Regions from separate parts of the Sus scrofa genome. Here region 1 is linked to region 2. A link is a contact called in public HiChIP or PLAC-seq data. All regions are on one chromosome and are shown on one strand. The core of a region is the stretch at or near the end of the contact, and the rest is flanking DNA. Distances in the headings are between cores, read along the strand shown. Region 1 holds the start of DNMT3B (DNA methyltransferase 3 beta). Region 2 overlaps COMMD7 (COMM domain-containing protein 7).

Region 1 (2,700 bases), core at 140-2,639, 65 kb before region 2:
AGTGAAGGAGGCAAAGAGGAGGCACAGGCCTCGGCTGCGCCCATATCTCCTGCAGCCCCTCCCAGTCACAGGTGAGGACTCCAGCAGGGAAAACCCAGGCCCAGGAGCAATTCTCTGCTGCTAACTTGCTAAGTCGGCAGGCTCTGCCCCAGCTTCCACTTTTTCCCCTGCAAAGTGGGAGAACCACGCACCCTCTCTCACCAAACAACCACAGGGACACCAAGATAGTGCTGGAGGTTTTCACGCCTCAGTCTGCAAGTTTGGGGGGTGGGACCAGCTTGCCTCTGGAAGAGTGGAAAATGGAAAGTGAGCCCCCAGGGCAGGCAGCGTGGTCAGAGCAGGAAGGCGCCGCCCCGGGCCGGCTCCTCCCCGGCCAGGTGTGCACAGGGGGGAGAAAGGAACCTCTCCCGAGGGCATCTCGGCAGCCCCGCGGATCCTTACTCTCCACAGCTCATCCCGCGAGGACCCAGCGAGCCCGCTCGTCTGGCGCACGCCCCCGGTACGCGCCAACACCCTGGCCCACCTGCTCGCCCGCACCCACGCCCCCTAACTCTTTCCTAGCCCAGGGAAGGCGGGCAGCTATCTCGGCTGAAACGCCAGTTCCAAGATGTAATGGACGGACACTCACTTCCTTGGCAGGACTATTTTCTATTCCGTTCCCCTCCCCAAGGAAGCTTCCCCTAAAGCTGATGCCAGGTAAGATCACACGCCCCATTTACTCCACTTCTCAATGGGTCACCTCCTCCCCTCGGCTCTAGACCCCAGGAAGGCCGCCAGTCCCCCTCCCTGGGGACGAACTTCTCTCCTCGGGAACACAGCAAGTATCCCTTCCACTCATATTCCTCTAAGACACATGCCCCCGCCCATTTTGTCCCCCCAGCCCGCTTCCCAGATAGGGTCAAAGACCTCTCCTCCCCAATCATGCCTGGTCTCCAGCCGGATGGGAGCTGCCTCCCTAAGAGGTCCCGAGACGGGATCCCTCCTTGCAGTCTCGGTGTCCCTCCTCTGCCCCCTCCCCCACCAACCCACGGAGTCCTCGGGCTGGTGAGCCTCCCCGGGGCCACCGGACGCTCACCTGCCGAGAGCCTGACTCGGGCGCGGCTCCGCGGTCGAGCCGCGGGTCGGGGCAGGCTGGCGGGAGGCCGGCGGGCGGCCGAGCAGAGCGCTCGGCTCGCGAATCTCCTGCGCCGATCGCCGAGCTACGTTTACTTGGGCCCCTTAACCCCCGCGCTGCCGGCCGGGCGCGGCCGCACGCTCGCCCGCCTGCCAGTGAGCCGGTGGCGTCCGTCGGGGGGCGCTCGGGGCGTCCACGCGGGCCGCGGCCGCCGGGCTGGGGGGGCGGCTGCTGCGAGGAAGAGACGCAGACCAAACCTGGCAGCAGGAGTGGGTGGGGAGGGGGCGGTGCCGAGTCCCCTTGTAACCCCGGCCCGGCAGTCGCTCCGCCCCCGCCCGGGGGCGCCCCCGCCACAGCCACTCAGAACCGCGCCTCTGGCGCGGGGGGCGGGGGGCGGGGACGAGGGAAATTTGAAATCACTCGGGAGCCTCCCCCTCCGCCCCTCCTCCACAGGCACCGCCTCCTGGCCCCCCGGCTGGTTAAATCACCACCCGGATAACAGGCCCTAGAGGGGAGCCCGCAAAGGTCCTTCTACGCTAGAGACTCCTCCTGGGGCCCCCTTCTTCCCGCTCGCCTACCCCGACCGGCGACGCTTAGCTTTGGCTGTGGGGGGCCCAGAGAAGGAAGCGCCCCCACTGGAGTCGCACAGCAGCAGCAGGTTCTGCCCTTAGTCCCCCAGCTCCAGCCGCAATGCCACATGGGCGCTGCGGTGCCCCCGCCAGCCCTGGACCCTGGGACAAGTCCTTCCTTCCTCCCACCCACCCGGCTGGCCCTTCGTCAGCCATCTTGAGGGGAGGAGAGGGGAGGGGGAGCAGAGGAGTCAGGGCCCTCAGGTTCCTGGCTGAGTTCCTGGGGTACAGCTGGCATCATCCGAAGGAGAAGCCCCACTCTGTTAGCAGGTCTCTTCCTCCTGTGCCCTTAAAGGGGCATTGAAGTAATGGAAAAGAGCACTTCCTAATATTTCTCACAGCTGGTATTTACACTTAGAGTATTTCCTTATCTGTTTGTGTGTCCCCAGGTATCCGACTGTGAGGGCAGGGTCTCATGTGTCTCAGCCCACACATCATAGATGCTCAATAAATGTCTGTTGAATGAATGAAAAAACAAATAATGACGACATGATGGCCTGCAAGGCACTCTATGAACTGGCTCCTACCTGCCTTCCCAGGCATCTCCTAATCCTCTCCCCTCCCTCACTTTAATCTCTCCCCTCTCTGCTGTTTCTCAGACTCTGCTGTTTCTCAGACTCATCAAGCATGTTAATGGGTGTTCTTTGCCCAAATCTCTGCACCATTCAGCTTTCTCCCAAAATGTTAGCTTCTGGAAAGACTTTTTCTGACTATCCCACCTGAAAGGTCTAGTCTCTACTTCACAATTTCATTCTCTTTGTAGCACTTACAGCTATCTGAAATCTTTTTTGCATAACTCCTTGTTTATATCTTTCTGATTCTTGTTTTTCACACACACACACACGTACAGTACACACAATACTCCATGAGGACAAAACTACATGTCTGTCATGTTCCAAGCTCTATTTCTAGTTCCTACAGGAGGAGTTCAATAGAAGTTTGTTGAATGAATGAATG
Region 2 (2,700 bases), core at 118-2,617:
CACAAAGGTGCCCCCTGGTGGTTAGTTCTAAAAAATACTGAAGGTTCTCTCACTTGCTTTTTTCTCATTAAAACAGCAGGAGCTCCCGTTGTGGCTCAGCAGTAACGAACCCAACTCCTATCCATGAGGATACGGGTTTGATCCCTGGCCCTGCTCGGTGGGCTAAGGATCCGTGTTGCCTTGAGCTGTGGTGTAGATCACAGACACGGCTCAGTTCTGGTGTTGCTGTGGCTGTGGTATAGCCTGGCAGCTGCAGCTTCAATTTGACCCCTAGCCTGGGAACTTCCATGTGCCATGGGTGCGGCCCTAAAAAAAACCCCCAAAACAAACAGAAAACCCCCAACAGATTATACTTTTTTCTGAGTACCAGACTAATATATCCAAATGCAATAAATACTCTGTAGGACAAGCTCCCGGAAGCACAAAGGCTGGGCTGGTGGGTGTTAGCAGTTTACATGTAGGCAGGTGACTTCTAAGTCTCTTTCCAAAATAATTTGCACTCCCTTTTTGGTTCAGAGAAACATAAACACCGAGATGAGACTGGGTGGGTCACTTCCCCTGCAGTGTTCTGTCCATAAAATGAAGGGGCTGGACTTAGGAAAAAAAAGAAAAGAAAGGAAGGAAACCAATCTTCTTTGAATAGCATGGCTCCTGCTTTGCGCTCAGAGGTGGGTGTGGTGAGACCCACCTGGGGCTGAGCCGCCAAAGGCTTGATGAGGTCGCACAGCTGGTGGGTCTTCCCAAGCCTGGCTGATCGCCACACCCTTCGCTGCCCACGACCCCACCCTCCTCCCCAGCTTCTTCATCCAGTCCACTGACAAACAGCTCTGCGTAGCCGCCAGGGCCAGGCTCTCTGCACCACGTAGGGGAGGCCGCAGGAGCAAAAGCAGGTCTGTCCCTGCCCACTTGAAGCCTCTCACGACTAAATGCGTGCTTGCGAACAGAACTGAAAGGTCAGGGCAGGAGGCACGGAGAAGGGTGGGGTAGGGCGAGGGGAGCCCGCACTCGCCTGGACACAGCCTCTGTCTTTATTCTGAGGGCTTGGGTGACAGGCATGGGGGTGACTGAGTGAAAGATCAAGCCAAAAGACCAGTGTGTGCTTCGGAAGCTGCCATCTGAATCTCCCTGGTGTCACATGTCCCTTGGAGCCCCCACCTGGGCCTCTGGGCCTGCCATGTGGGGAGCCTGTGGCCGTTGAGCCCAACTCCAGCAGCCGGGTCTGAAGAGCTGGCCACTTCCGCCCTCTGCTGTCCCTGTGGTTGGAGGCAGGGGCCGGGACACCTTGGGCCAGTGTGGAGGGGAGCGGCAGAGGCAGCTGCCCTGCCCAGGAGGGGCTGGCCCAGGAGGGGCCGGGGCCTCCTAACTCCCAGCTGGTCTGTGGTTCTGAGGGCCGGCTCAGCCTCTTCCTGCCATCTGTCCCAGCCCAGGCTCCGTGGGAAGGAAACTTTCCAGGGCTTCTCCCCACCTCCCTCCCCACTTCCTCCCCCCCAGCCCCCCCACTGTGAGATGGGACCAACCAGGCCTCCTGCCAGAGGGGTTAGGGGGCTGGGCAGCTTCTTTTGCGGACACTGCTCAGCCCTCATTCCTGTGGGTGTCCGTTCTTCCCTTCCCAATTCCCTTCCCAACAGCGTGTGCCAGTCCCCTACCCCCTGCCAGTACCAGTTAGATGCGGGGACAGAGAGGGGTGGGTGGGACACCCCTGCGGTCTGGAGCTCAGAGCCCGGAGGGAAGATCTAGAGCCAGCCTGGTGGAGTGAGAGGAGCACATTTCTAGAACCATATGTGCTAAGTGCTGCAGGCTGGAAGGAAGAGGGGGAGGGCAGGGCAGTGGTCAGAGGAGGAAGAGTCCATGGCTTCCTTCCCTGGACTTCCAAGCACAAGGTCTGGTGTGTCGAGAAATGGGGCGGGGCTGGGGGGAAGCAAGGCGCGCGCGCGCACACACACACACACACACACACACACACCCACACACACGTTGTGGTCCATTTCCCCCACAAAACTAAAGCTCTTTAATTTGAAGGACTGTTCTTTATTCTGAGATGATGGCCTTCCTGGTTTTTGGTGTTTTCCTGTCCTTTCTGGAAGACAGTCTGTTGTTTGCATTTTATTGTGGCTAAAGAGAACATGAGTTCTGCTCTCTTAATGGTACGTGTGTGGTACAGTATCATTACCTGGATGCCCAGTGCTGCCCAGCAGGTCCCTCCAACTTACTCCCCTGGCCTAACTGAAACTCTACCCACACTGACTAGCAACTCCCCACTTCCTCCCCCGCACCTCCACCCCAGCCCCTGGCAGCCACTCTTCTACTTTCTGTTTCGATGCGTCTGCTCTGGATACCTCATCTGCTCTACATACCTCACGGACGTGGACTCAGGCAGTGCTTGTCCTTCTGTGACCAGCTCATGTCACGTAGCATAACGGCCTCAAGTTTTCGTCCGCATTGTTAGCATAGGACAGGACTTCCTTCTTTTTCATGGCTGAATAACATTTCATCATCTGTATGGACCACGTTTTCTCTCTCATTCATCCACCAGTGGATGTGTAGGTTGACAGTGCTGCAGTCAACATGGGAATGCAAATATATTTTTGAGATCCTAACTTCAGTTCTTTTGGCTATATACCCAGAAGTGGGATTGCTAGATCATACGGTAATGCTATATTTAATTTATTTTGAGGAACCTCCATACCGTTTTCCCTAACA

Evidence for each region. HiChIP or PLAC-seq counts read pairs in DNA pulled down with a chosen protein or histone mark.
Region 1: an H3K27ac HiChIP or PLAC-seq map of alveolar macrophages shows a contact between it and region 2. The contact joins the promoter of DNMT3B here to the enhancer-like site in region 2. A contact is called at or near these places in 2 of 5 promoter capture datasets (fetal liver and liver), 28 of 47 Hi-C or Micro-C datasets (alveolar macrophages, blood, brain and 15 more) and 2 of 2 datasets of contacts at active chromatin or transcription factors (alveolar macrophages and skeletal muscle).

What each region holds. Positions count from the first base shown.
Region 1 is chr17:36,344,505-36,347,204 of Sscrofa11.1, reverse strand. It overlaps DNMT3B (DNA methyltransferase 3 beta), which reads right to left and starts at 1,389. Exons shown (of 23, transcript NM_001348900.1): 1 at 1,076-1,389.
Region 2 is chr17:36,279,753-36,282,452 of Sscrofa11.1, reverse strand. The region is part of intron 6 of COMMD7 (COMM domain-containing protein 7); the gene reads left to right. Among named protein-coding and RNA genes, the nearest start is that of COMMD7, 44 kb to the left of the region's middle. Within about 2 kb of position 1,367, at least 39 of the 83 cell types and tissues checked have an H3K27ac peak or open chromatin away from gene starts, as enhancers often do. A contact at or near this core is called in alveolar macrophages, epiblast stem cells, fetal liver and 7 more, where this site is marked.